Regions from separate parts of the Mus musculus genome. Here all the other regions are linked to region 3. Evidence: chromatin contacts called from public HiCAR-type and promoter capture Hi-C data. All regions are on one chromosome and are shown on one strand. Each heading gives the region's core, a stretch centred on a gene start, on an enhancer-like site or on the middle of the called end of the contact. The rest is flanking DNA. Distances are from core to core; before and after follow the strand shown.

Region 1 (4,199 bases), core at 557-3,056, 820 kb after region 3:
TGCTTGCACCCTGTTGGCGGCGGCTGCTTAGCTCTTCCTTTGCTTCTTGGTGTGCGGTTGTTCTCACAGTCATTGAGAAGGGTGAGCTGATCCTTCCAGTTAGCCTTCTGAATCCTGTCCTCCTCTGAGATCTCCGAGTAGGGAGGCTCGCCTGGCCTCAGAACCTGCCCATGGGAACATCAGCCTGGCTCTCTGTGGACCTCTTCAATGTGAAACTTCACTGTTCCCGTTTGCCTTTCTCCTGGCTCCCAGTTAGGTGTTACCCCAAGCTGCCTGCCCAGCAAGAAGACTCACAAGGTCCTTATGCCGGGGCCTTGCAAACACAGAAGTGGGTGCTCACAGTCAGCTATTGGATGGATCACAGGGCCCCCAATGGAGGAGCTAGAGAAAGCACCCAAGGAGCTAAAGGGATCTGCAACCCTATAGGTGGAACAACAATGTGAACTAACCAGTACCCCCAGAGCTCGTGTCTCTAGCTGCATGTGTATCAGAAGATGGCCTAGTCAGCCATCAGCGGAAAGAGAGGCCCATTGGTCTTGCAAACTTTATATGCCCCAGTACAGGGGTACACCAGGGCCAAGAAGTGGGAGTGGGTGGGGGAGCGTGTGGGCGACTTTTGAGATAGCATTGGAAATGTAAATGAAATAAATACCTAATTAAAAAAATGTATCAGCTGAAACTCATTTACAACATTGTGATAGAATTGTATCTAAACAGAACAAACCTCCGGGGAAGGTATCAGGCATTGCGGCTCACCAAGAGCCATGTTACTAGCAAGAAAGGCCATCAGCCCAAGGCATCACATTCACCTGAAAAAGACATAGAGTGAAGCTGTAGAGAACTAGGGGACCAGGAGGACGATTGAGGCCTTGAAGACGAGGGAACCTGTGGGGATCACACCACTGGGTTTCAGACAGTATAAAAGCAGGCTATCTCAAAGCCTTGTAAGGTGGACAGGTTTCTATGCAGGTAAAAATCTATCAGAGAAACCACCCATAGCTTAGCGACTGGTTGTCAGGGGAACAGAGTCATGTGTTGTCACCGTGGCAGCACCCACCTGAGGCAGCAGAGAGGTTTTAGGCAGAAGGCTTTCCTGGGCTGTTAAGGTAGCTGTTCTGCCCAGGGCTCTGTTCCTCTGGTTTATTATTTGGTAGATAAAGGAGAGAGGTGGGGAAAGCAGAAGACGGAGGCCAGGTTAATTCCTTCATCTCCCTCCGTGTCCTACTATAATGGGTCCTCAAGCCTTCCTTCTTTCTCCCTCCTAGACACTGAAAGACAAGCTTCATGCTGGGAGTAGCAGCAACCCTCATGCATGTAATAGAGAAATTTATATGCACACAGCCCAGAACAAAAAAATCTTTAAGGAAATCATCATGTATTTAAAAATTCTCTTTGGAATGATTCTGCTCAATAAAATTACTCAAAGGAAAACTTAGCATTATGCTTTGGGTTTGGCTGCAAGCAACAGTTGCTAAAACCCTGCTGTGATGGTGCCAGGCTGAGGGGTTTGGCAGGGGGAGAGTTGGACAGTGTGTGTGTGTGTGTGTGTGTGTGTGTGTGCTTTGTTGGATTACTCCCTACAATACTCCTGCTGTACCACAATAAATACAATTAAAAGATAAATTATGTGAGCCATACATTAAAACAAGGAGGTATGGGAGTCTTCCCGCGGCTGTGAATCACAGCTCATCCTGTTGCCTGGTTTCCTAGATCCACGATGAAAATAAAAATCATGGAACACTGAGACACAAACATGCTTTTTCCTCCTAAGCGATGGCTGTCAAGCTTGAGCTTGGCTCATCACCAAGGAAACAGGAATGCAAGGCAAGATGGGCCTTAGCCATACCATGGCTCCCTCTCCTCACACAGATATAGCTCCCTGAACTGAACTTAAAGAGTAGCTGGCTGTTGTGATCTGGTGAGGAAGTTTGGGCAGGGGTCAGCCAGTACCAGAAGCCTCCTCTGCCTGCATGGGACCAATGAGATAAGGGGTACAAAGATGGGGGTACGGCCCAACCTAACTGCCAACTATGGGGCTGGTACAGTCAGCGTTTCTGAAAACGGCTTCCAGATTTCCCATCAGCCGGAGTCTTCATTTACAATTCTTCATGCGATTGCAAATCTTCCAGATCTCACCCAAACTCCCCAGTTACCACTTCTGGGAGGCAAGCCAGAAGCACACACTTGCCCCTTCCTCCCCAGTCGGTTCCGATGCACAGTCAGAGATGCAGGGTGGAGAGCCTGGAAGCAGCAAGCGTGTGATGAAGTCCAAGTGAGCATTAGGAAGGGGGGATTCCCATGCTAGTTTCCATGGTCAATACACAGCCAGTCCTGGGGCTGAACACTAGCCATAGGTGAATCACTCCCCATGCCTTCACTTCTCCTCTGTCCAACCATTGTTCACAGCAAAGTCTAATTATTTTGTTAGCAAAGATTGCTGATAAATGCACTGTTTGCAGGGAATGAGAGGAGGTCTTCTATAGATATGGTAAGTGGACATATTGAGATTTTCAATTTGTTTTTAGTGTGACCAAGAGCAAAATCTATTAAAATAAAACTACCATCTGGGTGTGGTGGCTTACACTCGTAATCCAGCACTCAGAAGGCTGGGGCAGTGGGATTGTTATGAGTTCAAAGCTAACTTTGGCTATACCGTCAGTTCCAACCTTGGTTATGTAGTGAGTTCTAGGCCAGCCTTGGGTGCTACAATGTGAGATCTGTTTAAAAAAAATAATGATGATAATAATAACAAAAATGTACCTGGACTGAAATGATCTGAATTAAAAATAAAATTTGTCTTAAGTTCCATTCAATAGTTTAGTGCTCTCGTAAAGCACACATTTATAAAATTTGGGAAATGTCGAGTGTTCAAATTTGGCATTACCCTAGTTCCTTCCTCTTGAGATTTCTTGTCTTTATATCTCTGCATCAGTTTTGCCATTTTGCCTTTTCAAGTGCTGGACCTCTGCACATGTTCTCCTTGCTTTGCCAGGACATCATCTTGTCCTCTCCTGTGTATGTTTGCCTCTAGTCCATCAGTAGTCTACTTAGCTCTAGACAGTGGAGCTCCTAGAGATGCCCTGGTGGCCATGTAGAAGTGCTGCCTGAAGCCAGGATCTGGGATAGGGTGGGAAGAGATAGGGCCACAGCAGCTCTGGTCAGCACCTTCCTCCCCAGCCAAGCAGAACCTGCTGCTGGAACACATACGTGGTTACAGGAGCCATGGCTCCAGCTTCCAGCATCTGCCCCAAATGCCCAAGGCCCCTGGTGTAGCAGGATTTTCCCTGTCCAATTAATTTAATTATTAATACAACAAGAAGCCTGTGATTGGACAGAGAAAAGGGAGGTGGAGCTAAGAGTTGCAGAGACAGGGAGCGACACAGGAGAGGAGGAGGAGGAAAATGGAGGACCAACAGGATTGTCCTAGGATTCAGATTCATAGTGGCTTTAAATAGCCACCAGTAGCTATAATATCATATAAGGATAGAATAATTGAGATAACTTGTCTCATCTAGCTGGGCAGCTTGTATCATTATCAGTTGACTCTGAAATTATTGTCAGGGCATCTTGTGAATTTAGAATTTATTGTGTATAAATCTGACTGATTAATTATAACCTTCTAGAGTTTTGATTTTACCGGGTTACTGGGAGTTGTGACAGCCAATCTTGAGGTGGGTGGTCATCGCATGGGGCTCATGTGGCAACAACCCGCCAAGGGAACTTAGGGAGTTAGGTGGAGCTGTATTGGGAGCTCCAGGCCAGAGAGTCTGCTGAGATAAGAGCACCACACTGGAGTCATGTGGCCCACCAGTGCCCACCATAGCATGGGAATTTGCCGTTCTTTTTAATATTTCCCACAACCCCATGGTGTCTTTTCTTCCCATATCTCCTTGAGATCTGGGTGGTGACTGCTCCCATTCTGGTAAATCTCTTAGCCTCAGATTATTGACATTTCTTGTAATAACCAAATCATGTTGTTCTCTTTGAAATTTTAATATATTTTCTTTTAAGACCGTACCGTGCCCGAATTTGACAGTTCCCAAGGCGTTCTTGTCTTTGCTGGTCTTGGTGCCAAGAGTTCAACTTTTGTAGCAGCTGTGTAGGTCACAGAAAAGCAAAGCCAAGAATGCAGCCATGACAATCAAGTGCTCGAGTAAAAATGTTGGGCCTCTTGAAGGTATAAACAAAATCAGGGTGCA
Region 2 (4,845 bases), core at 695-3,194, 900 kb after region 3:
AGCCCACTAGGAGTCGGCAGGCTGATCCGTCTCACTTAGTAACGTGTGAACTTCAGTACAACTTCCCACAACTGAAGCCACCACCAGTCAGGCAGTGGAGGGGCCTGGAGGGCGGTCAACCATCCTCTCCCTCAGAGACTGGGGCTTGGTCTTTGTGGCCATGCATAAAACATGGTTTGATAAAATCAAACGATACAGTGTCTGCCCTACCTCCCAACAGCTTGCTCTTATCCAATGCTCTGTTCTAAGCACCCTCAGTGTTTACTCTATTTTTATGTAGAAGTGCTTCAAGTAACCATGATAAAATTACAAGGAAGCACACACCCACCCTGGATCATGTGACCTTTAACCTTTCCAATCAAATGTGATTTCCCCCCACTAGAAATCTCACGAGAAATTCCATTTATGCTAAAATATATGTCTAACCCTCTTGTGTAATCCTTCTGACCCCTAGCTTATTGTGTGACTTCACCCTTAAATTTGAACAGTGTTTAACTGTCCAAAGCGTGGTGAGGGGAGGGGAATTAAGAAATGGTCAAGCACACAGTTGAAATGAGGTGGGATCACTACCGACTTGAATACTGTGCAGATTCTGACCCAAACCACCAAGGATGGGACAGCCAGGCATGTTCACATTAGCTTGGCACGTGCCAGCTGCTGACCTGGCTGGCCGCTGCAGCCCCTGGTCAGCTCATCCTCACCATGGTGACATCAAAGGTGACTCTCTACTGTTACTGAGAATCAACAGAGCCCTGTAGGAAGCCATCCTCGAAGCACCCAGTGTCAACAACAAAGCAAGAGATGCCTCCGTGCATAAAGAGTTCACGAGTTTAAAGCTCATGCAGAAATCTCGCTGATTTAAGACACGGTCACGTGATCCATGCAAATGCACTGGTTCAAAAGTCCTATATATAGCTGCCTATTGATGCTGAGGGTGGAGTGACTCACAAAGTCTTGCGATACCACCTCAAAAATATTATTCAAGCAAAAAGCTACACAATATAACTTGTCTGGAAACTTAGTTTTGAATAAAATTGCGTAAGTCTTCCTAGACAGATGCCCAATGGTTCAAGCTGCCAGGGTCGGCATCTCAGCTTAGAACACGGGGCAAGCATGGGCCAGGTCTGGGTTTTCACCACTCCTTAAGTCATAAGACTTATAAACACAGGTTTACAAGACCCCTCTGCAGTTTTCACACACAGGTCTTATAAACCATCAGATTTTCCCTTGCTTAAAACCGTGTGCCTGAACAAATGCTGGTATGTCATGGAGTCATGGAGAGTCACCTTTAAATGACCCTGAAGTTTTTCTTTACCTTGAAAAAAAAAGTCTGAAATGTCTTCAGATTCACCCCAGCCCTGCAGTTAACGACTCAGCAGAGAACACACTTTCCTGGGAGTTAATTGCTCAGCTCTCCTGTGACAGGTGCTAGCAGCCATCACAAGTTCAAACCACGGTGAGGTGACTCAGCTCTCTGAGCGCAGGTGAGAAGCAGGTCACCTGCTCACAGTCAAATGACTGCTTTCCAGCACAGTTCGAAGCCTGACCTCTGCTGAAGAACATTAGGGTGCCGTCCCACAATCCTCTCCATCATCAGTCAGCCAGGACGGGGATTAAGAGTCTCTTCTTCGGGTTTAAAAGCCTAAGTTTTCTAGAGGCTAAACCCAGCAGGGAGATCATTTAAAGTGAGCAGCAATGACAGCATACGCTGCTTTCATTAAATGTCGATTTGCAGGAATATAAATTATATTTATCTCCCACATATGACACTGTGTGCACAAAAAATGAAATGTTATTTACGTAAGAAATGTGGGGCAAGGAAAAGAAAAACACGGGAAAAAAAGTGTAAGCAAAAAGAATGAAAGTTTGGTTTGGCATTGGTTGGCTGGGCTGGTTTGTGTCCCTTTGAGGTGTGGGGAGAGCGCCCTCTTGTGGGATTCTCAGGGCATGCATTCTGCCTAGTCAGAGCTTGATAAAGGCTAGAGGTGCTTTGGTAAATGCTGTTTTCATGAACTGGAGGGATGGGTGCCCACCCCTGCCCTGAGCAAGCTCTGCAGTTAGGCAGAGGTGCTGTGCTCTAGCGAGCCTTCCTGTGCTGTAAGCAGAGATGTGTGTATAGGTGGACTTTAGTACTGATGTAGGGTCTATCTGTATCTGTGTGGGATTTAGAATACCTTATAGCATGCACATAGCTGAAGTTAAAGATGCATCTGCTGCACGGATTCTAAAACCACAGGCAGAGACAGTGCTCGTCCTTTAGAATAACGGTCACAGAAGGCATACTAAGTGCAAGGGCCCTGCAGTCCCTGGACTGCTGCACATGCCTCTTAGTGCTTCACGTAGATAACGAGCTGTTGTGTGTGAGACAGGCTGCAGGCTGTGGTGGTTTGCACACTAGTAAGACACAGCCTACTTCATCAACATCATACTTGGCTAGTGTGTGTGTGAGAGGGGGGGAGCAAGCAGAGAAGGAGAAGGGGACTGTGTAAATTCAGATGAGGTTTGTTTAAGACAGGGATCAGCAGGTTTGTGCAGAATATGGGGTAAGCAGATACATCCTGCAGCACACAGGGGCTCCTGTCCTCATATGAATAGCACCCACTAGCTATTCATAATGCACGCTAATAAGACACTTGCTTTGTTGCAGGGCACCGAACTCTTTGTGACTCCTGACTGTCCCTGCTGGGGCTCCTCACAGAGACACCACAGGTTCATGGCTTTGTATCAGTTTAGGGCCCTGCAACATCTCTTCCAAGAGAGACAAGCATCTGATGTAGCCTGTGCGTGAAGTCACCGTTATGCTTCCTACACACTCTGATCACATGCAATGGCCCCTTGCTGTATCTTAACACCACACTTTCCATTGAAGCCCTGGGACAGCTCTCAGTTGACCAGGATGCTGCCCCCAAGTGCATGTGAGGACTCAATAGGTGTCTGTATGTCAGGAGCCATCTGAGGTATCCCTCTCTCATCTCAGAGTCATCAGCTACCACGCGGCTCCCTGACCTGGTTATGTATCACGGAATCACGCCGGTGACCACACACTCGTTTATCACAGGCTTCCCCACAGGAATACAACAGACTAAGCCAGAGAATTTAGCATAGTGAAGTAGAGATGAGCTGGAGACCCCACGTCCCAGCAGCCTCTGCTCTGGGTACCATTCACTCCTTATAACTTCTAATTCTCATCCAAACACAAATCTGGTACAGTGCCATGTGGGGTCTGGCTGGCTTCTGGTAGGAGAGAGTATGTAGAACCAGTGTTCCTCAGGAGACCACCTTTGTGACTTCACGTGTCACCAATGACTGCATTTCCCCAAAGCTTTGACCTCCCATGAAGAACAACCACCCTTGATTTAGCACTGAGAGTCCTCTCTTTCTTGTGTAAACCCAGTGACTATTAGCTACCCGCACCATGGCCCGACACATTACAAGATGACAGCAGATCAGACAGTGTTTCCCAAACAGCATCCGCATGCTTACAGAATGCTAGGATTTTGTCCTCCCATCTGAGACACAGTAAGACAGTCCAGCATATTAATAGATAGCTCAGCCCTGACAGTGGCCAACAGCCTTCCTTGGGCATATGAAGACAATTTGAAGCTGAGAATTGTGCTTCCAATGTTCAGGAAACTGTTATAAAGCCTTTGATCACTCACCGGTGTGCACAGAAGTTATTAAGGTGAAGTCCACATTTTTCTTCCGAAGATAACCCGTCCATCAACCAGGAGAAAATCAGAAAGGTGCCCTGGCCGGGAGGCTGAGCCACAACCCTGGACTTCTCCAGCATGTAAGTGGAAATTCTGGCTGGTTGGGAAAAGAGACAGGATTCTGTTAAATGGCATTGTTAATTCAATTTCCATAAATTTACATGTTAATTAATTATAAACCATGACAACAAAGCTCCTTTTCCAGCACAGACATTCAAAAAAAAAAAAAAAAATAGAAGAGACTTTATTTTCTACATTAGTTTAGGCCCTTCAGAGACACTCAGCCCAAGGCATTGGGAGTTCAGAGCCCTGACCCCTGCTGCCATAGCCTATATGGTCCCTGGAAGCAGCTTATATGATACTTGGTTAAGTCTGAGGGGCTGGTGCTGGTCTGTGCTCATCTGAAAAGCTCATGCTTTATGTAAGAGCTCACTCTTCGTCTAGCAATCCTATCTATCCCTTTAGAGAAACTTATCACTGTGTGCAAGATCTACCCTTATTCTATGACACAGGATTCCCTCTGTCTTAGTCATGGTTCTCTAGAGAAACAGAACTGAAAGAATGAACACACACACACACACACACACACACACACACACACGCATACATTTATTGCAATATATTTATTATACAAATATATTTAATACATACATTCATTAGGATGGCTTATAGGCTATCGCCCAGCTAGTCCAAAATTGTCTACCAATGGAAGGTTCAAGCAAGAATACAGTAGTTGTTCAGTTCATAAGGCTGGATGTCTTATCTGGTCTTCCTGATACACCAGAATCCTAAAGAAGTAGGCTCTAACTCCAGCAAAGGAAATTAGCTAGCAAGAGCTGGGGGCAGAGTATAAGCTCACTTCTTCTGTGTCTTTTATATAGGCTGCCACAAAAAGTGTGGCCCAGATTAAAGATGGATCTTTGCACCTCAAAACATCCAGATTACAAGTGGGTCTTCTTACTTCAAATGATTTAATTAAGAAAAATCCTTTGCAGGTACATCCAGCCGCTTGTGTTTTAGGTAATTTCAGATTAACTAAAGAATAGTAGATAACCAAGAATAGCTGTCATGGCCTCAGTCTGCAGTGTGTGTGTGTGTGTGTGTGTATGTGTGTGTGTGTGTGTGCATGTGTGTG
Region 3 (4,397 bases), core at 458-2,957:
CTCCTTCCCCAAAGGTGTGTTGGTTCCAGACACAGAGTGTACTGGTGTCCCAAGCTGTGTCTACTTGGAACTCAGGTATTCCACAGACAAGTAAACAGGGCACATAGGACACCTGGCCAGGGTTCTCAATTTTCATGTTTCTTTTAAACAGCACTACCTATGAGAAGACCCCCCCCCCCACACACACACACTGGTACTGGTATAAGGAGTGGCTACATTTAAAATGCGAGGGAGCCCCAGAGCATCTCTCCAGTTCAGTTCAAAGGCTGTTCTGGCAGGCCTGGTTTGGTCTTTCAAGGAGCAACAGGTACAGTAAACAAGTCACAGAAGCCAGGGACCACAGGCCTCCCTCTGGTCTGTGGCTCTTCAGGGCCTACTCAAGGTTTGGAAGAGACCGCGGTTTCTATCCCTTTGTCCCCGAACAACCTTAAAGCAGGAGGCTGTCTCCTCCTTGCCCCGCCCCTCCCCAGAGACTCATATTTAAGCAAGATGCTCTCTGCCCACCACAGTGCCTGGACACCACCTCTGAGTTTCTGGAAACTCTTTGCTCCCAGCCCCCTCTGTCCGTGCGCCTCGTGGCCTAGTGATAGACATTCTTCCCTTGCTGCTAAGGCCAAAGCTTGGCAGCAAAAGGTGCCTGAGGCTACGTTTTAATTATTAGCTCCCTAGAGAGGGCCGACTCCTGCACTGCACGGGACGAGCGGCTGGCAGACACAGTAGCACACACCTACAATGCACACGCACACTCAGGTGGGCTCGACGAGCCTGTCTTCCACGAGGCTCCGCGAGCGTCCCAACCCGTCACGGGCGCGGAACTCCAAGCGCCGTGGAGTTCAAGCGGTACTTACCCCCAAGACGCTCTGAGCCAGGAGTCCCACTGTCACAGTTGCTAGCAGCAGCCACCTGCACAGGAGAGGGAGGGAGGGTAAGAAAGCGACCAAAACATGCGGGCCCCAACTTGTCAACTCCTGAAATATGCATGCAAGGTCCCCTTCACCTAGGAGACCAGGCAGAAGGCGACTTACCCTCGCAGGGGAGGGCCAGACGCTTTGAACCGCACTCGGTCCATGATCCCAGTCTTTGAGCTCTAGACTCGGCTCGATCCCTTCCTAACCTGGAGGCAAGAGACAAAGCGGGTTAGCAAAGGTGGCAGGCAGAGAGAGCATCGTCATCTTAGCACCCTGACTCCGCATAATGTCCCTCGTTTCCTTGCGGGGTGACCAAAGTTCTGTCCCATCAGGAGACAGAAAAAGGGAGATTCTTCTCCGTAGGCCCTGCCTGGAGCTCCTCAGCCCATGCAGCGCGATCCCTATTCCCCCAGCTCCGATCCAACGGAGCGCGCAGCCTCAGCCTACTCCGGCGCTACAGGTCCGCGACTTGGGGCCTGGCTCTCTGTGCCTCCCGGGGGTCGCTCTCACCTCAGGGTCAGGAGCTGCTGCCCGCGCGCATGGGCCCCTGAAGAAGCGTTGGCCCGTGGCACACCGGCGGCCAGGCCGGCCTGGCTCTGCTCCGTGGGCGCCGGACTCTCGGCCCCGGCGTGCCTTGCTGGTGCTTGCCCGGGATTGGCGAGCCAAGGGGCTCGTGGAATCGGGGCGCGGGAGGAGCTGGGTGCGGAGCGCAGAGCCCCGGCGTTCGGACTCCCTGCGACACCAAGTCCCGAGCGGCGCGCAGCCTCCGCCTCTTACCCGCGCCGCAGGGTCCTCCCCTTGGAGACGCCGCCCGCGCACTGCCGAGGGGAGGGGGCAGCGCCAACAAATTGGGGAGCTCCTCGGGCGGCGCGCTCAGGTCTCTGCGCAGAGTCACCGCACCCGGGACGGTGAGCAGGGCTCACGCCCGGGCCCTCCGAGACTGAGCACCTCGCCGTGGCCCACGGGAACTGGGCTGCATTTCCCCGCCGTCTCTGCTGGTCCCCTGCCGCCCCGGGCGCGCCACCATGGGGCCCCGGCTCAGCGTCTGGCTTCTGCTGCTCTTCGCCGCCCTTCTGCTCCACGAGGAGCGCAGCCGAGCAGCTGCGAAGGTGAGTTCCCTGCGGGCTGCGCTCCCCAGCCTCCCTCCCTGCACCCCTGACGCCCCGCGAGGCCTCTTTGTCCAGCGCCTGGCGCAGTCAAGCCGCCTGGCCCTCGAGGGTACCGCGGGTGGCACGGCCAGGTGCATTCTTCCCCCGGGTCTCCCTCTCCTAGTCCCTGTGGGCAGCGATCGCACATCCATTACGGAACCTCCTTTGTTATACACTGGGTGCGGGAGAGTTAGGAAGGGACTGAAGCTTAGCGTGTACCACGGCGGGGTGAGGGTACCGAGGAGCCAGTGAGATTTGAACCCTCATCGCCAAGGCTCTCAGCGGCGGGGCGCGCGAGTGGGTCGGGGCTGGAAGGGTGGCCAGGCACACCCCACGCCACTCAGAGTCCTACACTCATGTGCAGGGGGAACCGCTTTGGGTGTGTTTCTGGTTGTTTGGAGACCGTGATGGTTGAGGCTGAACAGCTTTGGGCCGTTTGCCTGGAAACATCTGTATTTTTGCTTTCCCACGACTTTTGTGTAGCCTACGGCACGCTTGAGAACAGACGCGGGGCTCTTCTCCGCATCCTAAAAGTCTCTGCCTCGACTCTTGCCTTTTATGAGTGCGTGCCTGAAAATTATAACCACATTTAGACTTGAGTGTGAAACCAAAGCGAAACTCCGTCGCATTGTTCCCTGCGCAAATTGTTTTTTTTAAGTTTTTGTTTCCTCTGGTGCTGTGCTTGGCCAGGAGGGCGCTGGGAGATGTTTGCAAGAGCCAGACTTCCAGCTCTGGAGGAACCCGGCCAGACTTTCTGCCTTCGCCCCTAGAGAATACACTTCAGCTGCTGCTGCTGCTGTGACAGCCATGCAGGCCCAAAGGCCACAAGGTGTGGCCTCTCCACAGTTTGCCTTCCCCTCAAATGCCTAAAAAACGACGTTTGCTTCTCACCGAAGCTTCCAAGTTTTAAAAGAAACCGTTGCTTAATTGTGCATTTTCCTTTCCTTTTAAGAATTTCACCTCTTTCCTGCAGGAGCGATACTGATCAACTATGCTATAAATTATTAACTGTTACATACTAGAATAAACTGGTAACGTTACTAGGGGTTTTCTTAATTGGGTTTTGCCTCCCTTTCTGAAGAAGGATGATTAATTACATCAGCAACCAACTTCAGAGAGTTCCCTCCTCTCCAGTCTTCACCTTCACCGCAGGTAGCCTTTTAACTACCCATTCTCTTGCTGAGGGTAGTTTCTCAAAAGAGCAGGCTTGATAGGCTGGACCTGCTGGCGGTGCAGGTCTTGTAGTTCTTGCTTCTTGGACACCCGAAGCAGGGGGATCTCAAGTTCAAGGCTAGCCTGGGCAACAGAATGAGTTCAAGGCTAGCCCAGGCAACATAGGGAGACTCTCGCTATAATAATAATAATAATAATAATAATAATAATAATAATAATAATAATAAAGTAAAAAGAGGCTGACGGGCAAAGTGCTTACCCAGCATGAACATAGCCCTGGGTTCATTCCCCAGGGTGGAAAATATTTACCAAAAGACCTAGGCCTTCTAAGGGGATCACTGTGATGGAAAAGCATGAGCCACTGTTTGGACTTAGGTTTTTCTGAACGATCGTGTTAGCAAAGCTAACTGTGAGATCTCACGTCCAGACCCTCAGGACTTTAAACCGTTGAGTCAGCCACATGAACTCCTGATCTTACTTGGAAAGTCAAACCAGCCAGGGTTGAGGCTTGACATTGATGTATTTCCTACTAATTGTCCTGTAAGACCAAGTACATTTCTGGATGCTCGCTCTGTTCTGTTCCTCCAGCTGCCTTATCTTAAGTGATTTGGCCCGTGGGTACCCTAAGATGTTACCTTGGTAAGACATTCACCCCATTAGCAAGCCTGCTAAATGTGCATATGACCTTAGGTATGCAAGAAGACCTGTTTAAAAACAACATCCCCCCTCATTTAGAAATCTGTGTCCTTTTCATGGTATCAATAACATTTTGCCCAGCTCCTTTTAAAACTAGCTGTTAGAGGTACCACAGCAATGAAGTAGCCTCCATTGAGTTTTCCAAGTCAAATATCCTCTAAGCTAATTGTTAATTTAGATGGGAAGATCATCAGTTCTGCTTGGGGATGGGCCCAGGATCGTGCACACACTGGGCAGGCACTCTCTATTGGTGCTTATCAAATGGCTTTTCAGGGTCTGAGATGTGAACTTTCCCCTAAGTGTGGCCATGCCTGCCCAGCAATCTTGCTGTCTCCTGAACATTAGTCATGTCTCCAGGGAGTGAGTGACCAGAGAGCTCATACGAAGAGGGAAGACTTTCTTCCCAGGCCTGTCTGGGTGGCTCTCCTTGAGTTTGCATCTAGATGAGAAGGCTGACTTCCTATGTCACCCC

What was found. Promoter capture Hi-C pulls out the DNA fragments that hold promoters and counts their contacts. HiCAR-type assays count read pairs that join an accessible place to other places.
Region 1: a promoter capture Hi-C map of hippocampal neurons shows a contact between it and region 3, with 2.3 times the contacts expected there. The contact joins the enhancer-like site here to the promoter of Col4a1 in region 3. A contact is called at or near these places in 6 of 39 promoter capture datasets (the C10 cell line, the SN4741 cell line, embryonic stem cells and 3 more) and 1 of 115 datasets of contacts at active chromatin or transcription factors (astrocytes).
Region 2: a HiCAR-type map of astrocytes shows a contact between it and region 3, with 4 times the contacts expected there. The contact joins the enhancer-like site here to the promoter of Col4a1 in region 3. A contact is called at or near these places in 9 of 39 promoter capture datasets (the C10 cell line, cranial neural crest, embryonic stem cells and 5 more), 1 of 484 Hi-C or Micro-C datasets (embryonic stem cells), 8 of 115 datasets of contacts at active chromatin or transcription factors (astrocytes, embryonic basal ganglia, embryonic forebrain and 5 more) and 2 of 9 other capture datasets (embryonic stem cells and liver).

Annotation. Positions count from the first base shown.
Region 1 is chr8:10,487,903-10,492,101 of GRCm38.p6, reverse strand. All of the region lies in intron 23 of Myo16 (myosin XVI), which reads right to left. Among named protein-coding and RNA genes, the nearest start is that of Gm51561, 60 kb to the right of the region's middle. Within about 2 kb of position 1,806, at least 9 of the 459 cell types and tissues checked have an H3K27ac peak or open chromatin away from gene starts, as enhancers often do. A contact at or near this core is called in hippocampal neurons, where this site is marked.
Region 2 is chr8:10,412,105-10,416,949 of GRCm38.p6, reverse strand. It overlaps Myo16 (myosin XVI), which reads right to left. Exons shown (of 35, transcript NM_001319151.1): 16 at 3,660-3,807. Gm51561 (a long non-coding RNA gene) reads left to right here. Exons shown (of 3, transcript XR_003947504.1): 3 at 2,648-3,661. Among named protein-coding and RNA genes, the nearest start is that of Gm51561, 16 kb to the left of the region's middle. Within about 2 kb of position 1,944, at least 15 of the 459 cell types and tissues checked have an H3K27ac peak or open chromatin away from gene starts, as enhancers often do.
Region 3 is chr8:11,310,136-11,314,532 of GRCm38.p6, reverse strand. It overlaps Col4a1 (collagen, type IV, alpha 1), which reads left to right and starts at 1,707. Exons shown (of 52, transcript NM_009931.2): 1 at 1,707-2,017. The coding sequence starts at 1,934. Col4a2 (collagen, type IV, alpha 2) reads right to left here and starts at 1,728. Exons shown (of 48, transcript NM_009932.4): 1 at 1,419-1,728; 2 at 1,026-1,114; 3 at 849-903. The coding sequence starts at 1,069.